2 separate regions of the Sus scrofa genome follow, and region 2 is linked to region 1. The links are chromatin contacts, called in public Hi-C maps. All regions are on one chromosome and are shown on one strand. Each heading gives the region's core, a stretch centred on a gene start, on an enhancer-like site or on the middle of the called end of the contact. The rest is flanking DNA. Distances are from core to core; before and after follow the strand shown. Region 1 overlaps LOC100517025. Region 2 holds the start of MPPED2 (metallophosphoesterase MPPED2).

Region 1 (4,395 bases), core at 778-3,277:
GAAACAGCAGGTAAATGGGAGTCAGCCAATTCAGGAGATTCCAAACAAGAGTCACTGCTCCTTGGTCCCCCTGTCTGCTCTGAAACTGCCTTGAGCTCCTCCAGGAGCCAGGAGGAGCTGGGGAGTAAGACAAGTAAACTGCACCCTTACCACAGAGCAGATGCAAAAAAGCACTCACGGATGCATCCTCCTCCCCACCCCTTTACTGAATAAATGGTAATCCCAGCACCATTTTGAAGTCCACTTTTACTTTGGTCCAAGCAGCCTAGAGTTAGGAAGGGCCGCGATTCCACTAAAGCCACATTGCTCTTCAATGGCAGTGGTTTATTCCGAGAATATTTTACATACCTTTGGATCTATTCTGGTTCTTCCATTTCTGGGCTGACCCTGTGATTCCAGGGGACCCAACAGGATGGAAGGAACAGTCTGTGGTTTATAAGCCCGCTCAACTCCATGCCAACTGGCTGAGTCTCATCTGAGCTGCTGCTTCCTCTACTATAACATAAGGAAAGTAGACTCTTCCATCCCTAAAGCCCACCCAACTTTAAAAGTCTGATTTTGATTCAGTAGCGAGATGCAATTGGGCAACAAGAGTTGTGACAGCCAGAATTCCAGCTGACTGAGGGAGCCTATCCCTAGACTTTCTACAAGTTTGAAAGTGTTTGCTAGGACCTTCGTCTTCACCCTCAGGACAGCAATCCAGATTTCACCATAGCGACAGAAGGACAGAAGGAAGCCACAGCACGGCTTAGTGTTGGCCAAGGATGGGAGGTGCTTCCTCCCAGCAAAAGATCTCTGGACTTCGCGTCAAAGGCCTGATGAAGGACTTGCCTCCTGCATTTGTTGGGCAAGTCTGTTTGTGTAAGGATCAAATGAGATTGATTATAATCATGGAAGGGAAGGGCGCTAATACTGTCAGAGTGTGGACACATGCCAGGTACCCTGCTGGACTTTCACACTATTGTCTGTTTTATTCCATGCTAATAACTGCCTTGAGGATACATAGGTTTGTTTTTTTTTTTTTTTTTTTTCCTACTTCTACTTTTTTTCTTTTTCAGGCTCACTCATGGCATATGGAATTTCCTGGGACTGGGAACCAATCTGATACAACCTACATCCCAGCTGCGGCAATGCCAGATCCTTAACCCACTGTGCCACAGCAGGAACTCCCTCCAGCTCCTACTTTTACATTTAAAAAATGGGGAAACTGGAGTTCCCGTCATGGCTTGGTGGAAACGAATCTGACTAGCATCCATGAACACGCAGGTTCAGTCCCTGGCCTCGCTCAGTGGGTTAAGGATCTGGTGTTGCCATGAGCTATGGTGTAGGTCGCAGATGCAGCTCGGATCTGGTGTTGGCTGTGGTTGTGGTGTAGGCCGGCAGCTGTAGCTCTGATTAGACCCCAGCCTGGGAGCCTCCATATGCTGCAGATGTGGCCCTAAAAAGACCAAAAAAAAAAGGGATAACTAAGTTTCTGAGCCGTGAAATATCTTGCCAAAGCCATCAGCCAATAAGTGGCAGAGCTGATATTTGAACCCAGATCTGCCTAACCTCAAAGCTTGTAGAAATTTCAGGTATGGTTATCAGCAGTCCTAAACCTGAATTCATGGGGTACCTTCAAGGAATAATTTTACGATGGTTTAGTCACTGCCTGCTTGGAAGATTTCCCTGATGACAGCTAAGTTAGGCAAAGTGCATTACATTTGGATGACTAACCCGAGGTAGGGGGTGGGGAGACTGCTGTGTGCACGAGAGAGGAGCCTCCTTGGCTCGTGGGGACGTAGCCAGCCATCAGGGGTCTCACTTCTCCACCCCAAAGCTGTATTCATCTGTGTGTTAGTTGCTAGGGCAGCCCTAACAAAGTAGCATATGCTGGGTGGCTTAAACAACAGAAATTTATTTTCTCACAGTTCTGGAGGCTAGAAGTCCAAGATCAACGTGCCAGCAGGGTTGGTTCCCTCTGAAGGGTGAGGGAAGGATTTGTTCCATGCCTCCGCTCTAGCTTCTGGCAGTTTGCAGACAATCTGGTGTTCCTTGGCTTGTAGAATCACCACCCTGATCTCTGCCTCATCTCCATGTGACATTCTCCCTGTGTGCCTGTGTTCAGATTTCCCCAGTCATGTTGGATTAGAGGACCACCTACTCCAGAATGACCTCATCTGAACTAATTACATCTGCAATCGTCTGTTTCCAAATAAGAACACATTCTGAGAGGCTGGGCTTTGGGACTTTGACATGTGAATTTTTTTTTTCCTGGTTGGTGGGGGGGGGCTACAATTCAACCCATAACAATCAGTAAGATAAGTCTCAACTCTCACCTCACATAAGCACTTCATCTGAACGCAAGTGCTCTACCATTAAAGATGGCAACGTTCTTTCTTGATGGCATGTCTCTCTCCCTTTTATGTCTTTCTTGCTTCTTACTAACACTGAAGTCTGATATTAATGGAAAAACCATTAAAAAAAACTATTATCCTATGAGGTAAAGTGAATGCACTCAACTGTGAAAGGAAGACTTATCGATCAATTTCAGTTAAACCTTGCTTGTCTGACACTTTGCAGCGAAGGAATGTGTTTTTATTGCCTGGCCAGATAGTTCAGATTTCCAGTCAGTCTTAGTAAAGGCTCCTTTTATAACATTGATAAAATTTTATCACAGAGCTATGAAAACAAAATTAGATTTCATAACTCACATCAGGCCTTGAAGGGGATGCCTCTATAAATTTTACAAACCTTATCAAGTTTTAATGCACCTCTTCTGATAAATATTTTTAAAATATCAACTTCTACTTTACTTCATATGTATATATGAGTGTATATAAATAAATGTGTGTGTGTGTGTATAATATATACATGTATTTCTCTCTCTGTCCCTTGTAGGATAGAAAACTTTTTTCACCTACTTGAAAACAGAAGACTGACAGGCCAATTATTTAGATTGCCAAAGACTCTAAATTTTAGGAAAATCCACTTCTAGAAAAGAAATCTGTGTCATTTATTTAAAAATTGAGTCCTGGAATTTATCCTTCAAAATAACTGGATTTTTCATGGTCAGATTTTGAAGAATTACCAACACTGATAAATCAGTTATAAGTTATAAATTCATAATAAGACATATGATAATCAAGGGCAGAGTTAGCCATAGCAATTTTGTATTCTAGTGAAAAATCTGTATACTTTCTCTAGTCTTTCCATGCTGTAGTATGGCCTGTTGGGAAAAAAATTGCATATGTGTGGAGCACATATTTTGTCTCCCCAGCTAGATGGTAATTGCCTAGACAACAGAGACTCTTATTTTCATTCACTTGGGGCAGGGCTCTACCCACAAGGACTCAGTGATGCGGCCCAGCAGTCCCACTGCCAGAGCACTGTGACAGCAAGACAAGGTTCAGCCACCTTCCACTCGTGCTAAACTGCGAACCAAAATTACAGCAGTACAATGGAAATGGAGGGTCTGCTTTATGGAATTTGATTTCAGTCAGCTGTTCAGGAACTACAATCCTCAGAGTCAGATTAAATCGAGTTATAGTTGGATAGTCCCCTCTGCTTTTCAGTGGCAGGAAACATTTCTCAATATTGGGCAAATGAAATAAATGGCGTCGTGTAAACTAGGCAACTGGTATTCTTAAAAATAGATCTTTGATGATTATACATTTTTGTCTCAAGTGCCGAGTTTGAAGAAACATCCAGAAATTATGTGAAATTACTTATGAATGAATGGACAACATTGAAAACCTCAGTAGATTATTGTAAAGGAGTTCTCATACTGTTTTGATTCATATACTCCTTTGAGAATCTTTTGAAAAGCCATAAACTTACAAAAGGCACATATAAAAAATGTTTTTCTCATACCATTTCATGGCATTCACAGGCCTCCCTGAAAAACACTCGTGAACTTCCAAGCAAAGAACTCCTGATATAAGAGAAGATATTTCTGATTTCCATATCTTTACGGTTTGGAGGGACATGGGACGTACCTCTTACTGGAAGATTTCGAAATGTCAGCAGATGCAAATTCTTGCTTTCACTGTGGTCATGTTATCTTGTTATGTTAAAAAACAATAAACCATGAAGATTTCTTATCATCTTTGAGTGTGATTTTTTTTTTTTTGCATCTATGGATCTTAAGTGGGAAAAGATAAGGAAATATAAACTTCAACAGTCTTGTTAATATTGTGCATTCCTTGGAGAAAACACTTATTACCTGGAAGGAAAAAGCTAATTAAGTCGACATTTCTTACAATCACGAAGCCATTTTACTTCCTGTTCTTACAGACAGAAGGGAATACATGCTGTTTTCCTTTTGTCTGTCAGGAGAATAATGGGGAACACTGACAGCCCTGGCAGTTGGGAGCTGAAACTCAGCAGAAAAGTGACCACAGGTATCCAGAACCT
Region 2 (4,395 bases), core at 550-3,049, 250 kb after region 1:
AAACCACAGAAATTATTTAGCTGGTCCTGATTCTTTTCTTTTCTTTTTTTTTCTTTTCTTGACTGATTAAATCAGTCAAAATCAGATGAAAAATTTTAACCATTTAGATAAGTAGTAGTAATTCACAGAATAAAGAAAATAAAACCCAGCATTTCTTCAAAAACATGATTCTAGTCAGTATTTGCTGCTGGGCTGGAAAACAAAAACAAAATATAAAGGTGCCCTCTACCCCATCTTTGGCATTCTTCAACATCAATGCCACTGGCGATGGTTTGTGCTGGGCAAGGAAAGTGACTGTCTGCTTGATTCTAGCACGTTTGACAAGAACCAACACTCTGGACATACTGCACAACAAAATAAATACATTAGCAAGACCATTTCCCCTTCATTTCAGCTCAGACATAAGAAATAGCTTATTTAAAATTCAAGTGCCAAGGAAGCCCATTGTAAAAAAGGAAATATTTTTAAGTGAATTCCGTTTGATCTTTTTTTTATAGAGGCTCCTACAAGCCCCTCTCCCGTCTTCCCCAGACCCTGGAAACCAATTAGTCTCAGCACAGAGGCCGCAGACCATGTTGAAATGGCTCCTTTTTTTTTATTTTTAGGGGATATAATTTCAGCCAGGATGTCTAGTCAGTTGTCACACAGTATACTCAGCACACTTCTCCCTCTCACACACTACCCATTGGATTTTCCTTTGGAGAATGCCTAGATTTTTGAGTCTGACTCCTGGAAAGGAATGAGAGCTGGTTGGTGTCCAAAACCTTCAGCTCCGACAATGGCATAACATCACAGGGCCACCTCATCTTTCACGGTCAGCCTCCTTCCCCCGCCCCGCCCCCCCCACCAAGTTTTCTAAAAGCCTTGCCTTAATTGTCCCTTGTCTTCTAGCATTTCAGTGGCTTTCCCTTTCCTTAGATTGCTTGCATACCCTCCTGAAAACCTTTTCTTCCGTAATCCAAAGTAGTAGAGAAAAAGGGACAAACTTTGATTTTTACAACGTTTTTGAATTGCTTATCCTTTGGGGGAAATGTGCCCCAAAGACAAAAATGGAAACAATTAGCGTCTTTGCCTCTCCTTGCCTCCCTATACTGAACCTGCCTTAATTCATGGAGGTGAAAGCATTATCAGCTGGGTTGGCCTTTTCTTTCTCAGGAACAACACTGCAGAAAGAAAGGGGTGTGTGTGTGGTGTGTGTGTGTGTGTGTGTGTGTGTGGTTGAAAGGCTTGAGAAAAGGGTGCACAGCTCTCCCCCAGGAAAGTCGAAGCTCAGCAGACGGGAGGGGACCAGGGTCGCCTTCCTTGGTTTGAGGGCAGTGCCCCAAGCCTCTCCCCTTGCCCCCGCCGCCAGCTCTTCGCCCTGGAGCTGTGCCAGGACTCCAGACAGCGCCTGGCAGGTCGGTGGGTGGGGGGCCTGGGGCCTGGGTGTGTTCCCTTTGCAGAAGACGCCCATTTGGAGGGAAAACTCCCTTTATTTCCCTGGGGCTCCGCAGCCACCTTCTCCTATCCCCTATCATTTTTACGCTGATCACACTCATGATGATGAACTTGCAGCACAGCTTCCTGCCGCCTGCTTGACCCGGGAGCACCCGCAGGCTGCCGGCCTCGCCCTCAGCTCCCTCCTCCTCTTGCAACCCCGGTGCCTCGGGGCGCCAGCGGAGGTTCCAGCGGGCCTGGGCTACAGTAGGGGCGCGCGGGGGCGCGGGGTCCCGCCGGGGAGCGCGCACGGAGCGACGCCTCGGCCGCCCTGCTTCCTGGAGCTGTGCTCCTTTGACCCCAGTGGCAGTCCCTGTCACTGCACCGCTCTCGCTCCCTCTGGCTCGCCGCGCCCTCGCTCCCTCTCCTCGCCCCCTCTCTTGCTCTCTCCCCAGAGCGAGACTGCTCCCGTCCTTTCTCCCCCCCGCCTCACTCTAGCGCCGCGCCCCCCGATCCCCCGCCCCAGCCCGCGCCGGGACCTCCGGGGTCGAAGGTTCTGGCCCGCCCGCGCCCCTCGCCGCCCCCGCGCGCCCCCAGCCGGCTCCGGCTGCTCCGCGATGGATCGCCTGCTCGCCGGGCGCTGAAGGCATCCCCGGGACCCGGAGCGCAGCCCGGGAAAGGTAATCCGCCCCGGGAAGGGAGGCGGAGGGCGGGGGAGGGGGAGGAGGCGGCCGGGCGCCCGGTGCCGCGCGCGAGAGGAAGGGAAAAAAATGCACACACAAAGCGGAGCCCGGGTGAGAGGTGCCTTGTCAGAGGCGCGTGCGAAGGGCTCGGAGGCTGCGGACCGCGGCTGCCCTGGTGCCCCTGACATTCGCACGAGCAGGCGCTTCCCGGGCAATTCGGAACCCGAGGAGGGCTTATTTTCAACCCCCGAACGAAAGCGAATTCTTTTTTAGGAGCTGTCTCCTCTCCGCTCCCCATCTTGCCCCTCTGCTCTTCTCCCCTCCTCCCCCGCCCCATGTCTTCGCCCCCCGACCTCCCGGGGTCCCCACCACTCCTCTCCCTCCTCCTCCGGGATTTCTTAGGAGGGAAGGAAGGGGTGTAGGCGTAGGGCAGCGGCGAAAGCCAGGCGGCGGGTTTGGGGGTGGGGACAAGGGCACGGCGAGCTGTTTACTAGAAAGTCCCGGGGTTATGTGTTCGAGCCGCCCCGGCCTAGGCCCGGGTGCATTGTGTTGGCCCGAGCCCCGGGCGCCCGCGGCAGCCCGAGCGAGGTGCAGTGGCTGGTAAGGCGCCGCGCAGCTTTGTGCTCCGGCTGCGCTCCGCGGCCACCCCCGGGCCGCCTGCGCGCGCGCCGCTCTCGCGCGGGTCTGTTTCTCACCCTCTCCCCGCGCCCCGACCTCGCTCTCCCCCGCCGCCCCCGGTCTCCGCGATCGCAGCCTGCGGAGCGAGCTGGCGACTCGGGCTGGGTGGCGGGGTACGAGCGACGAGAAAAGTAACCGTTGCCTCCCGATTTCTTCCCAGGAGAGGCTGGAGTTTCTTTGCTATTTACATGTAACTGGGTTATCTTTGTAAAGCCTTTGAATTCCTGGGTTTTGAGGCCTAGGAGGTGAAGGGGGCATTTTCCTAGAGATTGGGGAGGGGATTAAAATCCACCAGCAAGAAAAGAAATTAAGGATGCCCCAGTGGAGTAGATTTATTCCACGCGCACTCCCACACACCCCAAATTAAGTGCAAATGCGGGTTATGAAAAATGTGTAATTGATTTGAGATGCTGCAAACAAACACAAACAGGTCAGGGTGGAAAAAAACAAAACTTTAAGTGGAAAAAAGATTCCAAAGAGGGGAAAAATCCGTGGCCTTCACACTCCCTTCCAACGCCTGCTGGCTCCCTCTCCTCCTTTCTCCGCCGCTCTAGGGAAGCAGCCCAGCAGAGAGCCGGGAGGAGGCGGCAGCTCCGGGCGCGGGCTGCGCTCTGACGGTTCGGGGATGCCAACACGCCCTGGAGGCTGACGTCGGGGGCGTGGGGCTGTGATGCTCGAGCGAGGATGGCGCGGTGTCAGAGCCATTGGCCGCTGGTGGTCATCAATCAATTTGGGGCTGGGGGAGAGGGAGAGAAAGAAAGACAGGCGCCCAGCGGAGCCTGGGGCCGCGAGCGCCAGCGCCAACAGTGCCAGCAGCGGCGGCGGCAGTGGAGACTACGGCGGTGGCTTCGGGGGACTGAGAGAGTAAGGCGAGCTGGTGCTCCAGGAAGGAAGGGGGAGCTGTAGCTGGGACGAGCCGGCCTTGAGCCGGGAGGGCAGGGTGCGCGCGCGCACGAGTGTGTGTGTGTGTGTGTGTGTGTGTGTGTGTGTGTGTGTAGTTTCTGACCCCCCCCCCCCCGCCACCTGCCTACCCTAGATTTAAAACAAACACACCAATCCAAAGTAGAGAACTCCGCGCCCCCCGCCCCACCATATATAGACTCTACTCGTTGCCAGAGGCGCGGGAGATAAGTCCTGCCCTTCCTTTCCGAAAGAATGTGCCAGCCGGGTGTCCGCAGTGCTGGAGACAAGTTCAGGTGTAAGTGCGTCGGGAGGGAGGGTTTCAGTGGACAGAGGCACATGGAACTTTGTGCATCCTTCTAAAACCCTGGCGGAGAAGCCGCCTGGAATACAGCTCCGGAATACAGGGATGAGTAATTGGAGATGGGCATAAAAGAGTAAGGATGGGAGTTTAAAAAGCACTCGCTCTGTGCGGCAGAGGGAGGAGGGAGCGAGATTTGGCGGAGTTGGAGTCGATGAGTTCCAAAATCTGGCCAGGCGGTCGGATGATCTTTCTTAGGGTTAGTGAATAAAATGAGCATCCTTGTTTAAACCAGGAAATCACGGGCTCCTTTCTCATAGGCTGTGCGGTGCGGTGCTCGGGTAGAGAGGTCATGAGTTGTTGCTTTGAAACTTTTGGTAAATGGGACTCACCGGTGTCTAGGAGGTGGAGACAGTT

What was found. A called contact is a pair of places that touch in the nucleus more often than the background predicts.
Region 2: a contact with region 1 is called in a Hi-C map of embryonic fibroblasts, with 1.8 times the contacts expected there. The contact joins the promoter of MPPED2 here to the enhancer-like site in region 1. A contact is called at or near these places in 5 of 47 Hi-C or Micro-C datasets (brain, embryonic fibroblasts, fetal heart ventricle and 2 more) and 1 of 2 datasets of contacts at active chromatin or transcription factors (skeletal muscle).

What each region holds. Positions count from the first base shown.
Region 1 is chr2:29,788,899-29,793,293 of Sscrofa11.1, forward strand. The region is part of intron 40 of LOC100517025; the gene reads left to right. Among named protein-coding and RNA genes, the nearest start is that of MPPED2, 250 kb to the right of the region's middle. Within about 2 kb of position 2,028, at least 5 of the 83 cell types and tissues checked have an H3K27ac peak or open chromatin away from gene starts, as enhancers often do. A contact at or near this core is called in embryonic fibroblasts, where this site is marked.
Region 2 is chr2:30,038,543-30,042,937 of Sscrofa11.1, forward strand. MPPED2 (metallophosphoesterase MPPED2) reads left to right here and starts at 1,800. Exons shown (of 7, transcript XM_003122896.5): 1 at 1,800-2,096.